Linked DNA regions of Canis lupus: region 1 is linked to region 2. Evidence: chromatin contacts called from public Hi-C data. All regions are on one chromosome and are shown on one strand. Each heading gives the region's core, a stretch centred on a gene start, on an enhancer-like site or on the middle of the called end of the contact. The rest is flanking DNA. Distances are from core to core; before and after follow the strand shown.

The links. A called contact is a pair of places that touch in the nucleus more often than the background predicts.
Region 1: a Hi-C map of liver shows a contact between it and region 2, with 5 times the contacts expected there. The contact joins two enhancer-like sites. A contact is called at or near these places in 3 of 9 Hi-C or Micro-C datasets (amygdala, liver and skin fibroblasts).

What each region holds. Positions count from the first base shown.
Region 1 is chr21:42,478,942-42,482,432 of UU_Cfam_GSD_1.0, forward strand. All of the region lies in intron 1 of NAV2 (neuron navigator 2), which reads left to right. Among named protein-coding and RNA genes, the nearest start is that of NAV2, 340 kb to the left of the region's middle. Within about 2 kb of position 1,925, at least 3 of the 20 cell types and tissues checked have an H3K27ac peak or open chromatin away from gene starts, as enhancers often do.
Region 2 is chr21:42,338,568-42,342,344 of UU_Cfam_GSD_1.0, forward strand. The region is part of intron 1 of NAV2 (neuron navigator 2); the gene reads left to right. Among named protein-coding and RNA genes, the nearest start is that of NAV2, 200 kb to the left of the region's middle. Within about 2 kb of position 1,479, at least 3 of the 20 cell types and tissues checked have an H3K27ac peak or open chromatin away from gene starts, as enhancers often do.

The DNA.
Region 1 (3,491 bases), core at 675-3,174, 140 kb after region 2:
CTTCAGCATCTGTATTTCTTAGGGTTCTGCAGCAGACCCCAAGGCACACTTTGGGGTAAGATTTCCTGGCTTTGAGACCAGCTCCCTCAGAGAAGACAAGAGAATTAAGTGAATAAGAGCAGGTGGTCATGGCCACACAGACCAGGGTTTGGATCCTGGCCCTGTCCACATAGGATACAGCCTTAGGTGAGTTGCTAGATTTGCCCCTGCTTCCTCATCTGCTCTAGGGGCATGAGATTAGTGACCTCACAGGGCTCTGAGCATTAAATGCCACAAAATATATGAAGCATGTAGCAAGCTCCATAAATGTTAGGTCTCAGGTGTGTGTGTGTGTGTGTGTGTGTGTGTGTGTTGTGTATTTTTCGCTGTACCCTAATATATGGATGGAAGATGCTCCAATAAGTCCAAGGTGGAATGCAGTAGGGAAACGAGATGGCAGTGTTCAGTTATATTTGTGTAATTTGGCAATAAGGAAACCAGTGCATGCATTCCTTGTCATAGTTACTAATAGGCAAGGGAGGGTACAAAGAAAGGTCAAATGGGGCCAGAGGGAGCGGCCAAGTGTGCCTCTCTTGCTCCACGATAGTGATTCTTTTTTTTTTTTTTAATTTTTATTTATTTATGATAGTCACACACACAGAGAGAGAGAGAGGCAGAGACACAGGCAGAGGGAGAAGCAGGCTCCATGCACCGGGAGCCCGATGTGGGATTCGATCCCGGGTCTCCAGGATCGCGCCCTGGGCCAAAGGCAGGCGCCAAACTGCTGCGCCACCCAGGGATCCCTCACGATAGTGATTCTTAAACTTCACTGTGCATCCGTATTGCCTGGCTACTTGTTAAATAGGCACAAACCTGAGCCCTGCCCCTGGCCTCAGAGCCTCCGATTTTGCAGATCTGGGCAAGGCCCGTGAATTTGTATTTTTGACAGGTCAGACCACGCGAATGTGCAGGAGACGGTCTGCAGCCCCTGCTCTGACAAAGGCTGGTCCTGAGTAAGAGATCACATTGGGTGACTAAGAGAAGGGGGAGCTGGGTTGGAGTGGCCAGGCAAGAATGGGGTCCTAGACGAAGTGAGAGGAGCTGAGGATTGAGTGCACACATGCAGGATTTGGAGACAACAGGGTAGCGTATTTTGGACTTGGTGTGGTGAGCAGATGGCAGAGGGCTCTGGTGAACATGGAGCTCTGGCTCTTGTCCCTGCCACCAGCGGCTAGCATTGCCATGTGGGGCGGGTGGCACACTAGGATGGCAGCCACTGGGCAGGGTTAGCCAGGACGCCTGGGGAGGGGTGACAAACCCAGAGTGTATGTCCCTTTGTCCTCTGTTTAAGGCCCAAGCCGGCTCTCTTTAAGTTGCTTGGCAGTGCCCAGAGATTTCAGCATCTGTTGCTCTGTGTGCTCATTCAGCAATCAGAGCGTGCGAGAAACCTGGGGCAGGAGATCTGGAAGCATGAAGTGGATATGAGATACTCAGGCCGCCAGAGAGGGGAGGCCGAAGGAGCAGCAGGGAGGAGAGGAGGAGATGGCGTTTGGATGCCAGGGCTCCTTGAGCTGCGAGGGGCCTCGGCTGGAGTCCCAGGTCTACAAAGGGCCAGTGTCCCCTTGATAAAGTCTGAATCAAGATACCCCCCATCAGTGGCCTTTGGATCTGCCAGTCGTGGGAGAGCACATTTTCTGGGGTCTTCGGTAGATCAAAAAGAGCTAGAGTTAAGAAGGCATAGAGGGGAAGGTGCCAGGCTCCAGGCTCCACACTTAGGTCTCCTCCCACGTCCACCTTAGGCGGTAGGTATTGTCAGTCTCACTTTATAGATGAGAAGGAAAGGCCCAGAGAGGTGAAGCAACTTGCCTGAGCTGCGCATCTAGGACTTGGCAAAGCCTGGGCTTGGCCTTGCTATATGTGGCTCCAGCGAATCCCCTCAGCTTCTCAGTGCATGTGCAGGGGAGGCCCTGCTGCCCCGTCTGCAGGTGCCGGCCCCCGGGGAGCCCGGCGGCCTCAGCTGGGGGAGGGCTACAGTGTGGGCAGAGTGCCCTGGAGTCCCGTGACATGTGGGGACTCTGTTCCGTGCCCTCTGTCAACAATCCAGTCCTCAGTACTATTGCCCTGGCTGCCGGCTGCTCTCACCACAGCCAGGCCCCCCACCCACACAGGCGAAGGCTGTGGCCAAGGGCACTCTAGAAGGAGGAGGAAGTGGCCTCCAGAGGGGCCGGTTGCAGAGCCCCTGAATGGCCCCATTGAGGCTGGACAGGATGACAATGGGCCTGTTGGGGCCCTCAGTCAGGGTCCACTGAGGTGAGAGGGCTGGGGCTGGCCAGGCAGCGCTGGCTCAGAGGCCAGATGCTGACTTCCAGGGCTGTGAGCCAGCGCCTCTGACGTGCTCTGAAATGCCAGCTCTGCTTAATGGGGAGCAGCTGGGGCGGGCTCCACATTCCTCCCCATGCCAGGAAGACCGCGTGAACCCCGTTCCCTAGGCCATGGCCGGGCCTCAGCTTTTTCCCTGCTCACCTCCCTCTGGGATGGGCCCTGCTTCTTTGATCCTGGGGCCTGAGGTTGGCCCTTCCCAGTGTCCCTGTGGTTCTCAGGGGCATCTTTCTCAGCTCCTTTGGAGAAATAACATCCCTTCCAACAACTCAGGGCACCCTCAGCTGGGGTTGCAAGATAAAATGCAGTTCAATCTGGATGTCAGATAAATAATAATGTTTCCATTTGTAACAAATATTAATGAATGATAAAAGCTGAACCAAGATACAGGTCCATTTGGTGTGTCATGGGACACAAAGAATTATTGGTTGTTGGGGCACCTGGGTGGCTTAGTGGTTGAGCATCTGCCTTTGGCTCAGGTTGTGATCCTGGGGTCCTGGGATTGAGTCCCACAGCAGACTCCCTGCATGGAGCCTGCTTCTCTCTCTGCCTGTGTCTCTGCCTCTCTCTCTCTCTCTCTCTCTGTCTCTGTCTCTCATGAATAAATAAAATAAAATCTGAAAACAACAACAACAAAGAATTATTGGTTGTTTATCTGAAATTTCAATTGAACTGGGTATCCTCTATTTTCAGTTGCTAAATCTGATAACCCGAGCCAAAAGGAGCCATATGGGCATATATGTGGGGTCACTAGGACTCAGCGAGTTTTTCTGGGATGCCTCCGAGCTGGGCATGGGAGAAGAAGCCTCTCCCGGCCCCGATACCCACGTCCTACTTCCCAGACATAAAATGCATCACCTTTCAGGACACTATTGTCCCCTTGTTTTCCACCCCCCACTTCCAGGAGCCGGATCTCTTTCCCCCAACTCCCGTGGTGAGAAGGGAAGCTTTGAAGTGTGTTTCCAGTTGGTGATTCTGTATTGAGCCTCCGATTTCACATTGGCTAAACCCTGTTGACTTAACGGTGGGCGCGCCACACCTGGTCTCTGCTCTGAAAAGAGCTTACAGGCCAGTAGGGGAGACAGCAGTGAACGAAAAGCAGCCATGAATTCGGCAAACCTTAAACACTGTGG
Region 2 (3,777 bases), core at 229-2,728:
AGATGGATAAACCAAGACCAGGAGGAGAAGTGCCTTTTCCACAACTACCCGGTTGTGGGGGCTGCTCTCTATTACTTTCTCAGTCTCGCCCCTCAGGGGCTGCCTTCCTGGTGGATCACTGAGTGGGGTGGAGGGGGTGGGCAGGACTCTAGCAGCAGAGTCCCAGCACAGTCTGGGTAGATTCTATAGATAGACATGGAGGCCGAAGGTGGAATTTACTCATTGTCCCCTTCTGACACCGAGGGACCTTTAGAGACCACAGTCCATTTCTCTGCCCGTAACAACCATAAATTAAAATAACCGGGGATCCCTGGGTGGCTCAGCAGTTTGGCGCCTGCCTTTGGCCCAGGGTGCGATCCTGGAGTCCTGGAATCGAGTCCCACGTTGTGCTCCCGGCATGGAGCCTGCTTCTCCCTCCTCCTGTGTCTCTCTCTCTCTCTCTATGTCTATCATAAATCAATCAATCAATCAAAATAAAATAAAATAAAATAAAATAAAATAAAATAAAATAAAATAAAATAAAATAATAAAATAACCACCTTGGTTGCTGGTCAAGCCCTGGGACAGTGAGGGAGCCCCACGCCCTGCAGTAGACCTTGAAGTAGGGTCTATGAATCCCCGCCCCCCCGCCCGGAATTCACCAATGTGCTCATTAAAAAATGCAAACTCTTGGATTTTCCCCCCAAGACCCTCTGAATCCTGATCTATGGGGATGAGACCCTGGAACTGGCATTTTGACACGCACCTTAAGTGATCTGCTTCCGCCCCAAAGTTGGAGAATCATCACTGTGATGGGACACAAGCCCTGGAGTCCAGCGTCCCTGGGTTCTAACCCCAGCTCTGTCAATTACCAAATGTGTGGCCTCAGCACCCCGTGAGCTTTGGGATCCTCACCTGTAACATGAGGGGATAGTAATCCTGATTACCACATGGGCTTATTGAGAGAGTTCAGGGAGGTAAAGCAGATCAAGTGCTTGGCGTCTAGAACGTGCTTAATAAGTACTAGCTGCTACTGGCACTTATTAAACTAGTCCCTGTTTTCAGCTGTCCATCTGGAGGCCACATGGGGGTCCTGGGGGTCTCAAGAGCCAGTCCTTCACTCTATCCTACTCCACCCCTCTCAGGGGAGATGTGCTAGTGCAAGAAGTCTTGAAAACACCCCCCCCCCGCCCCCCACTGCCCACCCAGCACCCAACTCTGTGGCCAGGGTCTTGGTGGGTGCAGTGACAATGGACACCTGCAGGGGGAGCCACACACCCACATTTCAGCGCTCCGCCGGCGGGAATCCCTGAGGGGAACGGGCTGAAGCTGGGACCAGTGTGTTTTCTAGAATCTTCCTCCCACTGCAGAGAGGACTATTCGCAAGACCAGGTGCTGCTTTTCCTCTTGCTGCTGGGACAGTGAGATCTCAAGCTGGCTTGATGCTGGGTCTCTCCCCCGAGGCTTCAGAAAGCACCTCCTTAGCTGTTGATTTTATTTTCACCACCCAGTCTGGCCCTGGCAGGCCCGCCGCAGAGTGCTGGCCGCGGCGCCTCTCTAAGGAGACTCTTGGCAGAGCAGTGATCTGGGCCTCGGGTTCTTTTTTCCATCTGAAGGAGCGCAAGCGTGTGGGGTGGCTCACCATACTTAGCAACCTTCCTGCACCTCAGAGCGGGGGTGAAGAGTGGGGTGGGCGTGTGAGGGTCTAGAGAGACTCACAGATTGGGGGCTTGGTGGCAGTCACATCACATACGTCCAGTCCTGCAACAGCCACATTTGCAAACCCCGGTGTCTGTGAACCCTAAAGCCCCTGTTCTGGCCTCGACTCCACACTGCCTTGAAACCCTTCAATGGACTCCCAAGTCTCCAGTCTTTCAAATTACTAAAATCCCCATTTGTCCCACAATTTAAAGTCCCCTCTTCTCTCTTACCCAAGAGTACGTTGGTGAGAGTGGCAATGGGGCCTCATCCTATTCCCAGTGTTCGCTTTGCCTGAAATCCCTAGTCTTGAAAGTGCCAATTCCTTGCTCAGCTCTGCCCCCCGAAGCCCACAAGTCAGAGCATCTTGAGAAGGGGCTACTTTATGGCCCGAGAAGCCCGTTTCCTGGTGCCCCCGTCTCCTGGCTCTCTGGCGTGGGCTCCAGCGGGAGTGACTACGGTGATCGGTTGACAGTCCTCCTAGTTTCGCAGTAGTTCCTGCAGCGCAGGACCGCCCGGCGCCCGCTGCCGTGAACGCTCCACCCAGACAGCCTGCGTCGCGAGCAGACGTGCTTGCCTTTGCGAGCTGCCCCCGAGATGTGTTTTTTGCAGGGGCGGCAGCGAGGTAGCCACCAGACGTTTTCAGTTTTCCTCCCGGTGGTCTCCATCCACCGGCGACGCCAGCTGTGGCCTGATGTGTGATGGCAGCTGGAGGGAAGGGGCTCGGGGCCTTGGTTTCCCCTCCTGGGCTGCTGGGCTTGCTCCAGTTCACGCTGGTGAGCCCTGACGTTGGTCCACGGAGGCGGTGCCCTCGTCCCCTCCGAGGGCTCCCCAAGGTGGTCATTATCATTTGCAGGTGTTACCGGCGGGAACACAGACTCTGGTCTGTAATGAATGACCTCTGTGAATCCACAGGGGTCTGGGGCAAGTTTATCTGTAAACTCGAGTTCTGGGAACACCATCTGGCTCGGTTACAAGATTCTTCCTCTCATCGTGACAGCCACCCCTGTGCCGGAGAGACCGGGAGCCCCGGCCGCTGGTGGCAAATGGCCCAGCCTTGGTAGTGCCCAGGGTCACATAGGAAGTTCATGTGGCAGAGAGGAAGAAGAGCAGAGGAAGAGGACTTACTCCAGACGTTATTCTGGGCGCCCCATCCTTATAGTCACATCCTGAAGACATTTGTATAAGCTCCATCTACATATCAGATGCAGGGAAACTGAGGCCTACGGAGGCACAGTTATGAGTCTGTGGGCACCTGAGTAGCCCAGGAAGGTTCCAGGAGCAAACCGAGGTAGGTCTAACTCCAATCCATGCATTTTTCACTACCGCCCGTGAGATGGAATTTGCCAAGTATCCCAGAGGTGTCTCCATTTGTTCTATGGAAAGGGTCCCAGGCTTCTGTTGCCGTCATTCCTGCAGGCAGCGGGAACGCCCTCCTGGGGAGGGAAAGCTACGTCAGACCAGAGACTGGACGACGGAAGGTTGTTTCTGAAATATTTATCCCTGCAAAGTAAATATTTCTGTCTCCATCAGTCCAGAATTTCCCAGTTGACAGCTTCACAGATACTGCTTTTTTCTTTCCTCCCGAGCATTTCGCCTTTGCCGGCCACAGCATGGCCAGGCACAACTGGCTCTTTTCGCTTTTGACTGTGGACTTCTTGCAGCCCAAGGAAGAAAGGGCAATGGGTGACCCCACCGGGTCCAGCCCTGGGGAGGCATCAGGTTGGTCCCCCGTGGGAATCCTGGGGGAAGAAGGCTCAGCTGCCCGAGAGCCACGCTGGGGGGTCAAGGCACACGGTCCTCCGGCGTCGGCTTGCACACTTACTACTATAAGGTGCCGCCCTCCGTTCCCTTCTCTCCTGCCTCATCAGCACCTCTCGGAAGGTTGACTGGCTTGCCCAAGGCCACACAACTGGGGAGCTCTGCCTTTCTGCCACCCCCTCCCCCAAGGGATGGCCTTGCCACTGCTCTATAATCCTAAGGCCCTTGGTGAGCTGTGCCTGCCCTTGTCCCAGGGCTCATCCTTGGGCTTCTCCCTGTGGCCCTCTCTGCTCTGGCCATGCTGTTTGTCGGTCCCTCCAACAAACACTCTTCCTTGTC